Regions from separate parts of the Mus musculus genome. Here all the other regions are linked to region 1. A link is a contact called in public Hi-C and HiChIP or PLAC-seq data. All regions are on one chromosome and are shown on one strand. The core of a region is the stretch at or near the end of the contact, and the rest is flanking DNA. Distances in the headings are between cores, read along the strand shown. Region 1 has its middle 40 kb from the start of 1700006J14Rik. Region 2 overlaps Msrb3 (methionine sulfoxide reductase B3). Region 3 overlaps Gm35062 (a long non-coding RNA gene).

What was found. A called contact is a pair of places that touch in the nucleus more often than the background predicts. HiChIP or PLAC-seq counts read pairs in DNA pulled down with a chosen protein or histone mark.
Region 2: a Hi-C map of bone marrow-derived macrophages shows a contact between it and region 1, with 14 read pairs. The contact joins two enhancer-like sites. A contact is called at or near these places in 1 of 484 Hi-C or Micro-C datasets (bone marrow-derived macrophages) and 2 of 115 datasets of contacts at active chromatin or transcription factors (both in embryonic stem cells).
Region 3: an H3K4me3 HiChIP or PLAC-seq map of bone marrow-derived macrophages shows a contact between it and region 1, with 5 times the contacts expected there. The contact joins two enhancer-like sites. A contact is called at or near these places in 1 of 15 datasets of contacts at CTCF or cohesin (the NIH/3T3 cell line), 11 of 484 Hi-C or Micro-C datasets (B cells, ECoMG myeloid progenitors, bone marrow-derived DN2 thymocytes and 8 more), 8 of 115 datasets of contacts at active chromatin or transcription factors (acute myeloid leukemia, bone marrow-derived macrophages, embryonic basal ganglia and 2 more) and 1 of 9 other capture datasets (embryonic stem cells).

What each region holds. Positions count from the first base shown.
Region 1 is chr10:120,321,796-120,325,648 of GRCm38.p6, forward strand. No RefSeq gene overlaps it. Among named protein-coding and RNA genes, the nearest start is that of 1700006J14Rik, 40 kb to the right of the region's middle. Within about 2 kb of position 1,981, at least 37 of the 459 cell types and tissues checked have an H3K27ac peak or open chromatin away from gene starts, as enhancers often do. A contact at or near this core is called in bone marrow-derived macrophages, where this site is marked.
Region 2 is chr10:120,819,711-120,823,563 of GRCm38.p6, forward strand. All of the region lies in intron 5 of Msrb3 (methionine sulfoxide reductase B3), which reads right to left. Among named protein-coding and RNA genes, the nearest start is that of Gm15910, 36 kb to the right of the region's middle. Within about 2 kb of position 2,236, at least 18 of the 459 cell types and tissues checked have an H3K27ac peak or open chromatin away from gene starts, as enhancers often do. A contact at or near this core is called in bone marrow-derived macrophages, where this site is marked.
Region 3 is chr10:120,693,069-120,696,921 of GRCm38.p6, forward strand. Gm35062 (a long non-coding RNA gene) reads left to right here. Exons shown (of 3, transcript XR_872122.1): 2 at 1,532-1,743; 3 at 2,083-2,111. Among named protein-coding and RNA genes, the nearest start is that of Gm35062, 6.6 kb to the left of the region's middle. Within about 2 kb of position 1,618, at least 25 of the 459 cell types and tissues checked have an H3K27ac peak or open chromatin away from gene starts, as enhancers often do. A contact at or near this core is called in bone marrow-derived macrophages, where this site is marked.

The DNA of each region.
Region 1 (3,853 bases), core at 731-3,230:
ACTCACTTGCAAGCTCACAAACCCTCTGGGGAAGATAAAAGGCAGGGTAAAGAGAGCATGGTGGGAAAGCCTAATGAGTTCTGCTGCAGTAGAAGCATGTCTTTCCTTCTGTCTTCATGTGCCTGGCTGCAAAACCTCTGGGTTCATCTCAGACTCAGATTAATGCTGTTGTTTTTCATATGGTCACTCTGCTTTTATACACACACACACACATAAACACACACACACATGTATCTATATATACATGTGTGTATGTATGTATATATATAAAATCATATACATATATATGTTTATGTGTGTATATACATATAAATATACTTAATATATAATATTTCCATTAATTTTTATATACTTTAACATATCATATATACATATTAACATATATATTTATGTTAACATTTATTACATATGTATTAACATTATATTAACATTAGTATATATTAACACATAAAATATATTTATATATTAACACATATATTTACATGTTAAATGTTAATTATTATATTAATTATATATAATATACAAACATATTATATAATTTAATATATAATATATGATTATATAGTTAACTGTATATTTGATTTTACATATATAATATATGGTATGTAATGTGCAATGTATAATGTATAATATGTAATGTGTAATATGTAATATATATATAAATATATGTACACAATTATATATACATATATACATGTGTATATATATGTGTGTGTATATATATATATATACACACATACATACACGCACATATATGTATGTGTGTATATATATATATATATATATATATATATATATATATTACTTTGCTGGAAATAGAACCCAGGACTTTGTATTTGCTGGTCACATGGTAAGCCCTGGACCCACAGCATTTACCCTCCTTGATTTTTCTATAACAACACTCATGGGCCTCTTGTCTTTTTCTGCTGCCTGTCTACAACCCTCAGTCCTACAGAACAGACTCTCTTCCCGTCATCTACACCAGTACCTGACACATATTAGACACTTAAGAAGTATTTGTAGAGAGTGGTGGCACACGCCTTTAATCCTGGCACTCGGGAGGCAGAGGCAGGTGGATTTCTGAGTTTGAGGCCAGCCTGGTCTACAGAGTGAGCTCCAGGGCTATACAGAAATACCCTGTCTTGAAAAACAAAAACATAAAAAGAAGAAGTAGTATTTGTAGAATGAACAGATAAAAGATGAGCTGTGCGAAGCTGGTCCTGCAGCTAATCAGAGCACAGAGTGTGTAAGAAGAAAGGAATCGCTCTCTGTCATGCTGCGTGGAGGCCGACAGGGACCACACAGCAGTCAGAGGTCTCCGCAGGTTTAAAGGCTGAAGGTTTGTTCTTTGAGTGGCTCCTATGTCAGTCTGGGAATCCAGAGGCCGGGGCTTACATCTGTTCTGTCTCTGGTTCTCCAAGTGAGAACAGTACAGGCCTCCAGCTTTTACTAGTATTAGTTTCTCCATCTGCGAGGTGTTACTGGCTAGTTTAAACATTGAGAAACTGTCGTTGGCAAATCCGACTCTGTTTACGCTGTTTCTTTCAGGAGACTGAGTGTTTTGTGGAAGAAAGCCCTTTGGTTCCTGCACTGACCCTCGTGGGCAGGTGAAGTGATTGACTGCCCCGGATTTCTACCCCAGTCCCTTTCCTAGCCATCATCTTCCTGGAGTGACGCTGTGTGAATTCCATGGCCTCCAAGGTCATAAACCCCTGAACCCCCACTTCAATGTCATACCCCACACTCATTCCTCTTGACCTGCCTCCTTCTGTTAGTTGAAGCCGCTAGCTCACACAATCCCGATACTTAAACCCGGTCAACATGTGGGAGTGAGGGGCTGGTGAGTAGCTGTTACTTGTTTTTTCACTTGGCATTGTCATTGGGAAAGGAGCCAGTGTCCCAGATCCAAGAGGCAGGCGGTAGACATTCCACTTTCCTTCCTGGCTAACCAGACCTCCTGTGCCAGTGGTGTTGGGTGGATCTCAGCCACAGGCACCTTAGCTGTTGTGTAACTTCCTTCTTGATGACATTTTGCCTTTGACTCTAGGCTCCATCGTCCTCTGGCCCTGCCTAATTCTGAGCGGGGGCAGGTATTGTGAGTGGCGGCCAAGGGACTCTGCTTTAGATTGAACCAGATGTGGCTTAAAGCCCCTCTATGGGACGGACGAAATAGTTGTGGGTTAAGACCGCCAACTATGGTCTGGAGGAAGTTGCACAGTCTTGATGAGCAACAGTTTCCTCATCTGAAGCTTGAAGAGCAGTAGGGTTTATCAAAAGGAAGTCCTGTGGGCGGTAGAGAGGGCTCAGGTGGTAAAGTGTCTGCTAGATAATACAGATCCCCAACGCCTATGGAAAAGGCTACAGAGTGCCTTAAGTTCAGGTTGTATGCAGCTCTGAAATTCCAACATGGGATGGCCATGGGGAGTATAGCAAATCCCTGCAGCTCATAGGGTTTACCAAACTGCTGTGGAATGTGGAGAAGCCCTGTCTCCAAAAAATTAAGAGAGAGAGTGATCAAAAATACCTCCTGTCCACCTCTAATCTCTACACACAGGAAGACACACATGTGTAAACACATGAACTAACTCTCTCTCTCTCTCTCTCTCTCTCTCTCTCTCTCTCTCTCACACACACACACACACACACACACACACACACACACACACACACACACAACCAGTAATATGATACAGCCAAGAATCAAATTGAGAGCCTGAGAAGCAAGCCTGGTGTTTTCTAATATGAATTATATATGCCCTCCTCACAGAGCCAATGAAACTGCCTATGACTGGTCAGAGCTCATTCCTCTCACTCCCAGAGGTTGTTGATGAGAGCCCCTGTTTAGTTTAGAAAAAGCTAACCCTTTTTGAGACCTCTCATTTGTGCAGTGAGATAGTCACCAAATTTTAGCCCAGTTGTCACCTACTCAACACTTGTGTCTGAAGGCTTTGCCTGGTACCCTAAAACATAACTCTAAAAGAGGACAGCACCCAACAGGATGTCTGCACAGACAAGATCAAAGAGGAGTTTCCTCTACTTTCCAGACAATGAGGATCATAGAAACAGCAAATGCCGACAGTTCCAATCAGTTTATAAATGTGAATATTTTATGGGCCATTTACCTTTTCTTCAAATGTCGATGCCGGTTGTATTTTTTGAAAAATAATTTCATTTTGGAAAGTGACGTGACCTAATCTTTTCCATGCAAAGAATGCTGTATACATAGGCTTCCTGGATGGCATAGATTAATGAGATATTTGCTTAGTTCCATGGGTGGAATTTGCTTCCCTTTAAAAAGAAAATCTCCCCGTAGGGTGTTTAACATATGTCTTCCAACTTATCAGGTTGTATAGCAGGCTTTCTTCAATGCTGTGTCACGCTGCTGTCTGTGTGTAAGCCCTAAGCTACCCTGTACTTAGCAGTGAGGCAGAACAGAGCCCACTGATGGTAAGAAATGTCTACTGTGAAATGAGAGAAAGGGGAGGGGAAGAAGAGAATGAGGAAGGAGCCATGATGAAATGGACAATAAAGGCATTGTAAGAAATATTTATGAGTCAAATGTCAACAGAGGAAAAACTCCAAACCAAAATCCACTTCCAAAAATGTTGGAGGAAATGGTGTATCTTATTATGCACTTGAGAAAACAGTTAAAAAAAAAAAAAAGAACTTTGAAACATTGGGTCCCTGAAGTACATTTATTCCAGTGATTTCCCAGGTATTTCTAAGTTCCACTTAAAACAGAAGACTCCTGTCAAGCAATCCTTTGAAATTATTTACTCTTTTATGGTTGTAAAGCACAGAAATATAATACTTTTAATGGAGGCCATAATAAATGGAGCATGCTAAAAAGAGT
Region 2 (3,853 bases), core at 986-3,485, 500 kb after region 1:
AAGAAAGAACAATCACTAGGAGCAAGAACATTTTCCTAAACATTAATGTGCCCAAGAAAAGGACAAAGCTGCAGGCTTTTAAAAGTCTAAAGCCTTCCAGGACTCAGCTATAACACCAAGAAAGGAAATTCATAGCTTTAAAGGATTTAATTCCAAAAAGGAAAAAAAGAAAAAGAAAAATGGTGCTTGAGACAAGAAAAGTTTATGCAAGGGTCAGCCTCTGCACTCAGCCTATGTGTGCCCCGCTGCCTCCTGCCTCCAGTTGGTTTATGGAAGGCAAGCGACCGTGTGCTGTGCTTGCTTCTTCTATACAACCTGTAAGTTTGTTACAGTGGAGACCTGACTCTCATCCCAGCCTTGAACAAGCAAACGCAGGAGTGCGAAGGGCAGCATTTACCAGCACGCATCCGTGTCATGTCCTCGTTGATCTCTTGGCAGCCTACAGTTGTACCATAGCACGGCTTCCTGGGGCACTGGCACCAGGGGACTAACCTCATAAGAGCTGGTTAGGAGTCACTTATGGATTGAGCGATGCAAAGAGAAGCATATTTGTCTAAACCTAAAATATATCGGCTCATGCTTAGACAGCAAGAGCTTCTTTAGCTCGCCATCTGGAGCTAAGGTTAGCCTTGGTTAGCCCAAGCTCACCGTCTGGAGCTAAGGTTAGCCTTGGTTAGCTGGAGCTAAGGTTAGCCTTGGTTAGCCCAAGCTCACCGTCTGGAGCTAAGGTTAGCCTTGGTTAGCCCTTCTCTGCTCAACACAGAGAGAAACCAATGAGAATTCATATAATGAACCAAGTTCTGTAAGAAGCAATTGTGTCTACTGTGTTCCTAGCTCCTACCCCAACATCAGGCATACAGCGTGCCCAATAAATACATGTTGGATGAACGAACTGTTCAATGGCCAGTGTTTTTCTTATTTCCATTGAACGGTGTCCAGGTATGGATTGCCATACTCTCATAGAGAGATTCATGCTTTCTTTCTTTCTTTTTTAACCTTGTTGTCATTAAAATAAGAAGTTTAAATCACAAAATGGTAAGGCTATAATGTGTTGTCAGCCTAGACATGCAAGGGTGGATGATATTTTTCCTTATTGACATTTTCTTGAGAAGGGCAAATTGCCTTGTCTGTCAGTTTAAAACTCTAGTTCTGATATGCTCAGCTTCTCCACCTCGCTCAGCTTCTCCATCTTGCTCAGCTTTCAGCGTCTCATATTCTGCTCTGCACTTTCGTGCTTTGGGGCATCAACGCAGTCTGTTCTTTGATTTCCTTACCACGGTGCGGAGCTCCCTTTTAACTAAAGAGCCTAACAGCGACACTGGATGCTTTTTATTCCTTGGATTTTTTTTTTTCTTCTCCACCCTTCGGGATAATTATATTCGGTCCTGCCTTTTTATATCCTGTTGTTTAGAACCTCCTAACCTTCTCCACCCGGGCTTTATTTAAAAGAACAAACTCTCCCGCCTCTACTCTCTACACTAGCCCGTGCTCATTAGGTTTCTTAATCCTCCATAATTTGCTTTCATGAAATCCTATACCTTTGAGATGCTGTGTTCTGTTTTCCTGAGGAGAGCTACTCCAAGCAGGGCAGAAGCAACGAGCACAAAACCTAAGTTTATCCGCTTTCCTCTAGAAAACTTTGCTTTGAATGCTTATTGGCCATGAAACTATACCTTTTAGCTTGGTATTTCATCTCTTTGCCCAAACACTGCCTGAGATGTCCTGAGCAACAGCATACAGCTACAGGCAGTCTTTCACAGACAAGTAATTAACTTGTAAGCGTCAGAATCCTAGAAAAAAAAAAATCACAATATCCCACTGTGTTGCTGACTGGTAAGTTCAAACTATGACTTTGCATTACACTTAGAATTTAGAAGAGAATAAAACCCACGCGTGTTTCTGCGGTTATTCTGCGAGGGTGTGAATGACACCATGGTCTTCGTCCTCACTGAAGACCTGAGTCCTTTCAACCGCTCCTCCACCTAGCTTTGCCCCATCCCCTTCCTTGACACTTCTGCTAAGGGGCATATATTCAGAACCGACAAAAGAGCACGTGTTTTCCATTTTATTTCTAGCTTTCTAGGAGCTTTTGTTAAGGTAAAAAATTGTTTTGGTTTGTGGGCTGAAAGAGTTAATGAATTTTCCAAAGGTGCCAAGCTTCACTCCAGCAAAGTTCACACTCTCAGCTCTGTGCGAGTGAGCACGCGACCCCACCCCCTTCCAGATGACAGAGAGCAAAGCCAGAGTTCCTTATTTAACTGGTTTGCATCCACGCCCTGACCTCCGGGGCTCTGTTTATATAGTCTATCATGCAAAATACTCTGCAGTTCTCTGCCTTCAAAAGCATGTCTCGCCTGAGATTTGATATATGGCTTTCATGTTTGATCACTGCATTAAACCCAATGCTCTGCTTCCTCCAGCATCGGCTAGCTTCCTGCTTGGGTGGTGGGCTGAAATGCACAGCTTCTTGCTAGTGCTGAACATAAAAGGAAGTCTGTTTTACTCTCTTAATAAAGTGGCCAATTCCACGAGCTCGTAGGCAAGAGACATGCACTAGGAGCTCACGTCTAGCACAGAAACTTCCCAGCTTCTTTAGAAAGAAGGCCAGCTCACTACTCTCATCACGTGGGGCTGGAGAGATGGCTCAGCAGTTAAGAGCACTGACTGCTCTTCCAAAGGTCCTGAGTTCAAATCCCAGCAACCACATGGTGGCTCACAACCATCTGTAATGCGATCTGATGCCCTCTTCTGGTGTGTCTGGAGACAGCTACAGTGTACTCATATAAATATAATAAATAAATTTTTAAAAAAAGAAAAAAAAGAAATTACTGGACATTAATCTAGCCTACTTGACGAGCTCTATGCCAGAGAAATAGAGTCAGACGTGATGGTACCTGCCTTTAGTCCACCAAAGGTTATCGCCCTAGCCTCCATATACACATGCATGTACACACCACACACACACATATTCATAAACATGCACACATGTGCACACACATAAATTTAAAATATAGCAGAAGGTTGTCCATTGGCTTCTTTTACATATATACATATATATATAATAAGCAAGCCTTTATGTTATTTTCTTCGTTGATAATTTAGTGTGTGCTCAACAGCTGTTTGGTTTTTTTTTTTTTTTTTAATTATATGATGGTAGTGAGAGCCTACCTTTCACCTCAGCCTGACGCTCATCTATACAAACCACAAATGTTGTTCATAAACTGGTTACTTCACTTAATAAACCCTAAGTGCATATATGTATGTGCATATATGCAAAATATGTCCGCACACACTTAGATAACCTTTGAAATCCTGGGCTTCCCTAGTCATTGATCACCATATTTAATATGGTGCTGGTTTTCAGCCAAAGATCTTGCTTTGCCAATCTGTGCACAGCATTAAACCCAGCTGCATCCGATGGACAATAAAGAAGCTGAACCTCTTAGAGCTGTACATTTCATTGTCCCAATGTTTTCTCATTCGTAACCAAAATTTGCATGATAGAAAACTTGGAAGAGCAAACGCCGCGTTCCCTTCCTCTGGTTCCTCGTTGGTGGTGAGCTTAGAGTTTAGCGCTCAGAAGGGGGGAAAAACATACTTATTTCTTAATTTTAAAACATCTAAATGTACTCCTTAGCTCAATGCGAAAATCAAAGTACACATAAACTTTTAATTCCTACTTCCCGTAAGACTTCAGACATCTCTAACTGTAGTTTTCAAAGATATGTGCACGTTGTCTAACAGACATTCAAATAATTGAAACTGGAGAAAAGAGTTGTGGGCAAAAACCGTAGGTCAAAGGAGTGAAATGTGAGCCTGTACAGATGTTATAACTATTTCCGCGATAAACACT
Region 3 (3,853 bases), core at 368-2,867, 370 kb after region 1:
TGTAGTTATTCCTTTGAGATCTGCCCAGGTCCTCCTTTCTCATCCATGGTTCACATCCCATCACCTAACACTGCTCACAATCATCCGGGGAGACACACTTTCACTTACACACTTTTCAAACAGGAAGTTAAGAAAGCACAATGGAACCGAGGCTGAGCTGAGCTATTGTCCTGGAAAAAGATCTCATTACAATGATATGAAAGGGTTTTGTTTTTTGGGGTTTTGGTTTTTTTGGGGGGCTGTAAAACAGGAGGCATATTTATGCCCTCCTAAAGATGAATAGACTTATTTATAGGTAGGCAGACATTCCATATGATAAGCTAAAATTAATCATGCTGCTGAAGAGGTTGGAGTCCAAATTAAATATAGAAGGGCAGCCCGGCTCTTCCTCTGGTGTGCTTTAATGAAGACTACAGAGGCCGGAGAAATATTTATATTCTTTCATTCATATTTTCGGAATTGCCTCATGTCTCAGTCCAGACACACCCCACACCCCCATCCACACACACAATCTCTCATTTAAGGGAAGGAACTTCAAAATGAACGTGGATATTCTCAACTCAGTGTATCTTGAAGAAGAAGAAGAGGAGAAGAGGAGGAGGTAGAGGAAAGGAAGAAAGGAAAAGAGAGGGGTGAGAGAGGGGGGGTATTAGTGGGACTGCTCTTTTTAAAAACAGCAGCTCCCTTAAAACCAGATGACTTCCGTGGGTGATACACATGGGGTTCACCTACCAGTACTTTGTACAGCACATGATGTCTTAGGGGGAGTGAGTGAGTGAGAGAGAGACTTGGACCAGTACTTAGACTGTCTTTAGGTGACTGCCATAGGTTTCCCCAGTGAGCGCCATAGATAAGGGTTCTTTCCCAAGCTGCCTAACTGCCTGTGGTTGACAAAAGTCCCTGTCAAGCACTTGGGGTAATGTAGTTAAAGATGGATGCTAGTGGTGAGGGAAGACTCTTTAAGCCAAATGTCTTGCTGCCTTCTCCTGATGAAGTTCAAGGGTAGAGATGACCTGTCTTCCTATGTTTCCTATTAACAGTAGGACTAGAGACCTCAGCTGAACTGCAGAATCGAGGGTCAGGAAGAGACTCCTAATTATTCTGGTCTTGAGTCAGGCTTAAATGATATCTCTTCCATTCTGGCTCCACATCCAGATTCTCTCTGCAGAGTCACATAGCTGGATCATGGCACCCCAAGTGAGAAAATAACATCTTCAGACAGTGGGAGATAAGGAGGCAGAGGAGTGTCCCAGGCCTGGGCGGGGGGCGGGGGAGGGGCGTGCATGTTGATATCACTGAGTTATGAACTATTTCCTTTTAATCCGGTTTCAAAAGATGACTTCCTCCATATGTGATTAATTCTGCCTATAACTACAAGGAACTGCATATTTTAGAGCCGGAGTGTCATCAGTACGAATGTTTAAACAATCTCTGTGGTCTCTTTCCCACACACTGATTTAACATGTATATAAAAAGGCTTTCGGAATGAGCGTTTCACATTTGCTTCTCGAACTTCACCGTCTGTTTTCAGTAAATCGTGAAGATGAAACTCTCCCCATTCATGCCTGGAGCGCTGGCCAATTGCAACTGCGGAATGCGCATTCAGGACCTCTCACGAATGCGGTTCCCTTCTCGCGAACCCAGCCCGCCCAGCCTGCCGCCTGTTCTTTCCCCAACGAAATCAACAAGACCGCAGCGGAAAGGTTTCATGGTCAAGAAGGCTGACCTAGTCTCCTAATGAATGTGAGAACAGTAGGGGCCACATAGGTTCAAGTCCTCCCTCCCTCCTACATTTGCATCTGTCCCCACCCTGTAATGGCCCCAGTTCACATTTTACTGCTGTATTGGGAGCAGAATCTCTTTTCAGTTTAAAGTGTCCCAGGTTGAACTGAGATCTGTATGAGACTGTCTACTGTCACATCCAACTGAGGTCTCTACTGTTCGGTTGCTTTATGTAGGAGAAGGGGGTGGTTTGGTTTGGTCTGGTCTGGCTTTTTGTTTGTTGTCTGTTTTTGTTTGTTTTGCTTTTTGTTTTTTGTTAGTTTGTTTTTTTGTAATTGTTGTTGTCTTTTTTCAAGACAGGGTTTCTCTGTGTAGCCTTGGCTGTCCTGAAACTCACTCTGGAGACTGGCCTCCAACTCACCGAGATCCACCTGTTTCTGACTCCCAAGTGCTGGGCTTAAAGGTGTGTACTGTTGCTACCACCCTCTCAACCTGTGTTTTCTGGCTCTCACCTTGTTTTTTTTTTCTGGGTGTAGCAGCAATTGGTGCTGGAATTCGAATCCCAGCATCTCCTTTCAAGCGGGCGAAACCGTCAGAAACCAATCTCAGAGTTAACAAAGTTAGCTAACAAAGACAAGACCTCTGCAAAACGGAAGACCACAACGTCCCCATCCCGGACGTCATCTGCTGCCCTTCTTGACCTGACTCAGGAGATAAACGCCCATTCTCCAGGGCGGGCAAGTAAAGTCATTAGAGCATAGACAGTGGGAGAGAGTGGCTCCTCTCCCTGATAAGATGGAAACAGAGAACCAAAGACCCTTGAAGAAGGGAGGAGAGGTGGCAGAGGTGGAGACTGCAGGCAGAGGCAGTTTACAAGGGCAGAGGCAAAATGGAGTCTTTTGTTTGGAATTTCAAAACAGCCAAGACAGAGCATTAAGGCAAGTCAAGGGTTTTTTTGTTTTTGTTTTTGTTTTTTTTTCTGAGCAGGAAGGCTAGTGTGAGGTGCCACAAGGACTGTGTTCAGACAGCAGGCCCTCCTCAGAAGAGATAAATTGTTGATGTGCCTAGCAAATATTCTCTGAAAGGTTCCCCAACCTCAGACGGTACCACCAGTATTCAGGGCAGAACTACGGGCTTCCCAGTGTACCCAGAGACTGAAGAGCACAGCCCCCCTCCCAGTTGTCTGTTTTCATTACAATTAAACATTCTACATTCTGGGAAAGAGAGAGTCCGCAAGCAGGAGGTAAATATTTTTGCCATCTTTGAAAAAAGGATGAAGGCTGAGAGTCACAAAATTACATTGATTTAAAGAAGTAGGGGAAATTGATATGTTTTGCTCACTTCGGTTTGTAGGCTGAAATTTATTCCACATATGTCTTTATAAATATTTAAGTATATAAAACCAAATGTTTAATATAAGATCCACATTGTAAATATTCCTTTGAGAGTATTTTTCTGCATGGACTGGAATGGCTGAACTTCTTAAAATATAAGTCCAAGGGGCGGAGGGGACAGAGCCTGCGTTTTTGGTAACCCTCCCTGGAATACCCACAGGCTGTCTCCACTGCTGCAAGGAGTTTTAATGTACATTTAAAATTCTAAAATTCTGAACTTTTTTTTTTTTTTTTGTCTCTTCCAACATTTTCCTTGTCCATTTCCCATGCAAAGAATCCCTGGATGGTGGGTTCTGTGGGCTGAGGCCTCTGCACCGCTTTTGTTAACTGATTACAGAATTGAACTTGTTTTTCTCCTCCTAATGACAGTCAATGTCTTCTTAAACACCCACTCCTCTTTGTAGTAGTTATCTTACTGGAGCAAGTTAGTGAGCTACAGTACCCTCCTCTGTCACATCAGGATCACAGCCACCTCCTGGGGTGTTGGCAAGGTTAAGAAGTGTCTTGTGGGTCACCTGGTAGATGGCTGTTGTTTGGCCCAGGATATGACTCCACCATACTGATTAGACTATAGTGACTGTTTCTATTTTGAATTCATGGTTACCGAAGGGGTAAGGGGGTGGACTTTGTTGTTTTGTTTTTTCATAGATAAATACTCTCAACCTTTTGACCTCCACACATGCCATGGCATTTATTCCTCTTCACATTTATATTTATAAATAAATAAATAAATAAAG